2 separate regions of the Hordeum vulgare genome follow, and region 1 is linked to region 2. A link is a contact called in public Hi-C data. All regions are on one chromosome and are shown on one strand. The core of a region is the stretch at or near the end of the contact, and the rest is flanking DNA. Distances in the headings are between cores, read along the strand shown.

Region 1 (3,730 bases), core at 1,227-3,726, 140 kb after region 2:
GTGATTTGAATCACGAAGCTGTACCACTACATCAACCGCGTTTCTTAACGCTTCCCCCTTAGCGATCTACAAGGGCATGTGGATCCGATCTCCCTCTCGTAAATGAACATCACCATGATAGGTCTCCGTGTGCGTAGGGATTTTTTTTGTTTCCCATGCAACGTTCCCCAACAAACATGACCAGCCTAATCATGCTGAAGGTGATGCTCAAAGTGATCATGATGTTCCCATGCCAGAAGCTACTGAACAAGCTACAATTATAACCACAAGTTATGACCGAGAGCCTGGGAGACCTCTTCAAATCTGGCAACTCCCTCCTGACGAGCATGATGCTGCCACACATTTTTATACATCCAAGGGGGCTTATCAACCAATCTTACAACCACATGAGTATAAATTTAATGGGACAGGGGCTGTCCATCGTCAATTTCAAAGTGATTGGTTCACAAACCATTTCTGGTTGGAATATTCTACTCTAAAAAACTGTGCCTACCGCTTGCCTTGTTTTCTGTTTTTGAAGAAGCCAATTTGGAAAGTGTGGTTCAGACACTTTCATAGTCAAAGGATTTGATAAGTGGAAAAAGGTTAACAATGGAAAATAATGTGCTTTCCTCACACGTATGGGTAGTAATCCCAAGTCAACTCACAATTTTGCAGTTCAGTGTTATGAAAAACTGAAAAATAAAATAAATCATGTTGATGCGGTTATTAGAAAGCAAACTAAGAAGATGGTTCTTAATGCAAGACTAAGGCTAAAGACTTCCATTGATGCCATGAGGTAAGCAAGAATGATTTAATTCGAAACATTTATAATTTTTGAATACTTGGTGTCTAATAATTATTCTATGTTGATTGCATTAGGTGGTTAATGTTCCAAGCATGTCCCTTTAGAGGTTGTAGTTCTTCGATTTGCAAACATAGAAGGGGTGATAAGAGAACATTTTCTTGATCTTATTCATGTTAGAGACACTAGTGCTTTGACTCTCAAGAACACAATTATTGCCATCCTAGTTGATAATGGGTTGGATGTGAAAGATATTAGAGGCCAAGTATACGACGGGGCTAGCAATACGAGGGGAGAGTGGAATGGGCTAAAAACTCTAATTCTCAAAGAGTTCCGATATGCATACTATATTCATTGTCTAGCCCATCAACTCCAATTAGCTCTTGTTGCTTCTTCAAGGGAGGTACATGAGGTCCATTTTTTTAGCATGCCGATTTTATAGTAAATACAGTTAGTGCATCTCCCAAACGCAATGATGAGCTGCTAGAAAACCAGGCAACTGAAATTGCTAGAGAGATTGAATTGGGAGAGCTTGACATAGGAGGAGGGGCCAATGAAATAGGATCTTTGCAAACATAAAGGGTTGTGGATGTCCTATTGCTGCATGAACTGAACCAATGCTGTTTTGCAAGTAATTTCCTTTTTGTGGCATCAACACGAGGATGGGATACATAATTGAGAACATCATGTGTTCATAATATATTTTGTGGTAGCAACTCAACCAAGGATGCTTATGGCAAGTTTAATCGCAATATAAATCATTTGGTTTGGAAACACACCTGTTAAAAAATAGTTTGTTATTTTTTTCTTAAAATCTTCAACCTACTATGTGAAGCAGTTCTCCTTTGTATTATATCTGAGATCCATCTGGTTTATATCTGATTTAGTGATATAGAAATCAAAATTGATTTTTGATTTATTCACTCTTTTGTAAGCATTTATCTTTAGATGACACATTTTATTGTTCTGGTGTTCCGTTTTACTATGGGGTTTGATTTTATCAACCTAATTCAGTCTTTCTTTTGCAAATTATTTACAAAAGAAAATGGTTAGGGATGAAGAGTTGAAGGACTGAAGCCAAATGTTCCTAATCAGGAATATGACCGGCTCAATTCCTTTGAAACAAGGCCAACGCTATGTGCCAATATTAAATATTGCAACCATGTTTACTTGGTCCAATATCGTATAGCAATGTATGCTTCATGCATGCACTTTTTATCATTCATTTTTATTATTCAAAATCTCTATATGATCATCATAGATGTTGCTATTACATGGATTTATTAGTATTTTTCATGTGTTGTATGGATGTTATTTAATCTTAATATGAAAACAGAATTTAATACCCACACAAATTTTATAAGATGCTTTGATATATGAAAACAGAATTTAATACCCACACAAATTTTATAAGATGCTTTGATCGGCACGTGCATGGTTACTAGTAAGCCCGCTATAGACGACACGGTCAGCCCGGTGGCATTTTGCAGGCCCGTTATGCGGGGCGGCTTGGATCGCACCCCGCATGCAACCTTAGGTATTATCCAAGTGAACTTGTGCTGGCCGAGAAATACTGACCATTTTTGCGACGTGCTGATCGAACGGCTGGTGCCACTCGAAAAATGTCTCGTGGACCAGTCCCCGAGAGAAACGCCCCCAATCCAGTGCCCGAACCCGTGTACCGGTCAATACACCAAGCCCACCGAGGCACCTCTTCGCCACCTGGCAGACCGGCCTCCTCCCCCGCCGCCCGCTCCCCTCCGATTCTCCGCCGCGCCGCGCCCGAATCAATCCATCGGTGAAGCGTGGAGCGGCTCGAAAAGTCCAACCCCCCGGAGGCCGGAGGAGAGGCGCCTGAGCAACACCGCGACCCCCCGATTCATCTCGCCGTCGCAATCCGTGGCCACAGGTAAGCCGCCGCTCATCTCCAAATCCCCACCCCGCGCGCCTCCACCCGGTGGATCCCCAGCTCCGCTCGTGAGGAGACGATCGCGGCGGTCTCATTTTGCCATCGACGGGGGGCCATTTGGCCCCGCCATCGGCGGCGTGTGCGCTGGATGGCTCGGCCGGCTAGAAATGTTTGGGAAGGCACCGGAGTTTGAAGGGGGAGCTCGGAGTCTCGATTGGAAGGCCGTTTTGGTTTGGCCATCGGGAATCTATCCGATTTGATTCGTGCTTCGCTGTTTCCGAGCGCGTAATGCGCGCAGAGCGGGTGTGATATCTTAGGATGCTGTCTCATTTGTGGTGTTCAAACTGTTCATAGGTGTTTTGAACTTTTGATGGTGTTCGGCGGTACCGTAGAATCTGACTCAATGTACCTTCGTCGCATGTGTGGGTTGTGAGCTGCAAAGGCACGTGCGTAGTTGGTTGGAAATTTGCGTGTTGATGTCCGTGTAAATTAATTTGTTGTGGGGGAGGGCATCGTGAGAAATGCTTACCTTCTTGCTGCTGCCTGGTTCGGTTTTAATGCGCCGTGCTTGACTGCCTGTATTGTTGGAGTAGATGATCATGAGCAGGCGGCTTTTATGATGTGCTTTGTAGGTTTTTCTGGTTCAGTCTCTGTGAGCTGGTTGACTAGAGTTTGCTGCTTCCTAGAGTTGGAACTTGGAACTGGCCCTGTAATGTTGAATTCACTTTTAAATGATTTTATGGATCTGTGATTATTTTTCTATGGAATTGTCTCAATATTTCGATTCCACTTCATTCTTCAGGTTATTTTTAGCTCTCCTTTTTTTTTACTTTTGCTTCATGAGGGATGAATTATTCAGCATACATAAATTTCTACTGCAGATTAGGGGTCCACTGTTATTTTCATGCCCTTATCTGGGATGGCCGTTGCTTTCAAAGCAAGCACGAGTGCTTGTACTGCACAACAACTGTGGGGGCATCCAACCAGGGATCAGTGTCAGTATGGTTTCACTCACTTAAATGAGAGGAAGAGCAGAA
Region 2 (3,698 bases), core at 476-2,975:
GTGAAATTCGGCCCCACAAGTTGCACCAAACAATTCAGACCTCTTTTGCTTTAGAGGAATTTCATATGAATTCCATAGTATAGGATTTTTTTCTTTGGAGTAATTTCGTTCATAGAAATGAATTCATATTCCTACATAGTATTGGTTCCAATCTTTCAAAGGAAAATAAATATTAGCATGGACTCAGTGAAAAAATTCCTATGATGTGAACCAAATGACATCTTTTTTTCTTCCTATCTATTTTCTAGTACGATTTAAGATACATGTCTTCTCCGGAGTCGTGACGCCAGTCTCATTGTGTAATGAATCCCATCCCAGTTATTTCTGCAAGGCTTTCAGCTGACAACTGGGACCCCTGTTGTCATCCCCCCCTCCTCCTCTTTCTTCTGCTAAGAAAATGACGTCTTATCCCGGGTTGCAGGTCAAACCCTCGTTCATGAGCACGCAAAAACTTGTAGATGACGATACCCCGCCGCATTGATCTATCCATCCAGGAGAAACGCCAAGCGGAAACAGACAGCCGCACGGTGGTGATATCACTCAACAGCCTGAATTGAAAGCCGATAAGCTTGGCCGAGCGCCGAACACGACTCTGAAACTTGCGGCCTCTCGTCGCGTGTCGGCTTCTCCACTGCATTTCAGTCGTTCTAAAGCCAAGTTCACCACCCCCGCACACGATGATCGGGTCGGCCCATCCGCCCACCGCCCACTGACGCGGATGATTGGATGAATGATTGACTGGCCTCGTCGCGTCGGAGTCGGAGATGGGAAAAAGATGAACCGTCGTGTTCGTTTGATGCACCGCTGAGTGTCTGAATCCGTCCTGCAGTCGCCGGTCCTACTGCTTGGTTTTGACATGGGAGCTGTGTTCGTTTCCATGCCCATGTGTGATGCCGGCGTGGCAAGGTGTGGTGGGGGGCAGGCAGACATGCCACGATCTGCTAGCGACCTAGGGCGAGGGACCGACGGCGACGGAACGGCTGGCGCACCGCCGGGCCGGCACTAGCTCCAAATCAAGGAGGGGCCACGGCCACGGCTAGGACGGGTCCGGCTAGAAGAAGCGTACGGATAACATGATGTGATGTTCATGGAGCAGGACAAGCTCTTCTTCCCGTGGTCCATGGCTGAGAAGCAGCCACACCACGCACACGGAGACGCAATCGCACAAACATGGTGGCATGCACGCACGCGCGCCAGCAGAGCACCGACGAGAGGAGATGAAGAAGGAGAAGAAGAAGACAAGATGGTGGGTGGAAGGAATGAGTGCTGGGGTAGGTGTGGGGGAGTGTGAGCAGGAGTTACCGGAGATCCCGATGTCGTAGCCGAAGATGGAGCCCCCGACGGCGGCGACGAGGCAGGCCATGGCGACGGCCAGCGTCATGCGCCCCTTGTACTCGGCCGCCCTCTCCTTCTTCACGCCCAGCGCGGCCACCCCGCCGCCCGCCATCCTCCCTCCGAGAGCTCGAGCAAGGGCCGAGGCCGAGGCCGAGGCAAGGGGGAGGAGGAGAGCTCGGCACGAAGAAGCAATGCTTCAACCAACTACGACTCCACGGCCATATATAGATGTGAGATGTCTCTCTCCCCCCGTGTATCTGTATGCCCTTGGCCTTGGCCTTGCTCCCCTCTCCTCTCCTTGTCCGGGATGTGAGGCTCTATGACTATGATTAGTGAGGGAGCGGGCTGGCGGCGATTTCTTGCAGGATGTTAAGGCCGGAGCATGCTGTGCGTGCGTTGGAGACGATAAGCAGCCCCGGGCGTTGACGTTGACCCCTATCCTGAGGGCGGGGGGCTGCGGTGCGGGCCCGCTGTCAGTCACCCGGGTGCAGCTCGGCGGCCGACGTCTGCAGGCAGATAGATACACATGTCACTGTGTGTGCCTCCACCCGTAGACGAGCCCCAGATAAAATCTACCCGGGGCTCCAACTGCATAATAAATTGGTAAGATATACACCCAGCCAAGTGGGTAATTTGTTGACTTGGAGTGATCTCTCGGCAAATTAAATCGCTTCTTGTATAAAATTTACAGTTGGTTGGTTGCTCACTGCAGTACGTGTACAGCGGCGATCGGGCTGGCAGTCGTGGAGTTTTGCCAGTGATGCCACGTTTCGGGATGGCTTGGGCTTGCCCGAGTCAAATCCATGCGTGTCAGCGTGCGGCCGCGGTGCATACGTGCGCTGCGCAGGGTGCAAGCTGTAGCGTGTGGACCATAGGTTTTGTTCAGTGTACTACCATTCGTATACGCACATACTCCTACGTACGCAGTATAACCAATCACGCACGTACGTACTCCACTCCGGCCATGAAATACAAATACTGACTGGCCTGAACCTTTTTGTTCTCCCTTGCCTGTAGTGCGCGGGCAGACCATGCAACCCTTGGACGAGCGATGCGTGTAACGGCGCGGGCCAGCCAGCTTTCGGCCGCATGCGCGCCTTCCATTTCGACGATTCGAGGCAGGCAGACGATCTCCATTTCGCCTTTTGTTAGCTCTGCGTGTTGCATACGTAGCGCTGATGGATTTACTGTCTGATGACGATGACGATGACGGGTGCTTGGCAGTTTCACACGCAAAACATGGACAACGCTCACTGGAAAATTGATGGGAGAGGGGAAAAGCATGGGCAAATGCACAAAAGCTATGTCATACGCTGAAGCAACAGTTAAGCCTCTTGGCCGTTGACCCGTCTCCTCCGCACTTCTCTGTCCCAAACCTCATATGAATTTCCACCGGTTGATTGGTTGCTTTGTTTAGAGCATTTGCAGCCGGCACCCCGAACCCTACTAGGACGCCCGTTCATTGATGACAAAAAGACGATTGAGATGAGCTTCTCAAAGGGTTCTTAAACGTTTAGATTGACCGTGATCCCAAACCTCATACTCCCTCTATTCATATATATATATATATATATATATAGGGCCTAATGTGTTTTTCGAAGCTAATTTTGATCATTTGTTAGAGCAATAATATATGACATGCAAGTTACACAAAGCATGTCTTCAAATTCGTATATGAAAGGAGTTTTCAACGATATAATTTTCACATTATACATTTCATATATTATTAATCTTATCAATAGTCAAAGGCAATCTCGAAAAATGCATTAGGCCCTATATATGTGGATGGAGGGAGTATGAATTTTCACCGGTTGATTGGTTGCTTGGTTTACAACATCTACAGCCGGAACCCCGAACCCTACTAGGACGCCCGTTCATTGATGACAAAGAGGCGATTGAGATGAGCTTCTCAAATGGGTCTTAAACGTTTGGATTGACCGTCATCTTTCATATTCAATCTAAATATGGGATGAAAATAGACGCATTCGGACGCGTATGTCACATCAATCTGATGATGGGGTCCCACGAGGAATCCTACGGTGGGGGTGTAAACGTCACATGTTGTTGCCTTGCCTCGCCGCTCGAGGCCAAATACGGCTATTTAAGCCGAAAGTCGTCTCGCAACCCTACCCACATCCACGTCCCGTTCTCCGCGCCGTCAGCTCGAGCCCATCCACCCATGTCTCGCTTCGCCATTCGTCCCACACCGTCCGGCTTCGCCATGGCCTAGCAGAAGAAGACGACCTACGTTATGCTGACGCCAAAGTGCCACTTCTAGGTTAAGGACCAGATCTTGGCAAGGTGTGCCGCCCGCGTCGCAACTGGCCTGCCTTCGAACTCGTCGGAGACAGAGAAGAAGGAGC

The links. Hi-C and Micro-C count contacts between places; a contact is called where the count stands out from the background.
Region 1: a Hi-C map of leaf shows a contact between it and region 2, with 5 times the contacts expected there. The contact joins the promoter of LOC123398234 here to the promoter of LOC123398225 in region 2. A contact is called at or near these places in 4 of 6 Hi-C or Micro-C datasets (leaf and seedling) and 1 of 1 datasets of contacts at active chromatin or transcription factors (embryo).

The regions. Positions count from the first base shown.
Region 1 is chr5H:447,176,505-447,180,234 of MorexV3_pseudomolecules_assembly, forward strand. LOC123398234 (ATP-dependent 6-phosphofructokinase 5, chloroplastic-like) reads left to right here and starts at 2,477. Exons shown (of 14, transcript XM_045092728.1): 1 at 2,477-2,693; 2 at 3,575-3,730. The coding sequence starts at 3,598.
Region 2 is chr5H:447,037,335-447,041,032 of MorexV3_pseudomolecules_assembly, forward strand. It overlaps LOC123398225 (sugar transport protein 7), which reads right to left and starts at 1,726. Exons shown (of 4, transcript XM_045092721.1): 1 at 1,303-1,726. The coding sequence starts at 1,447.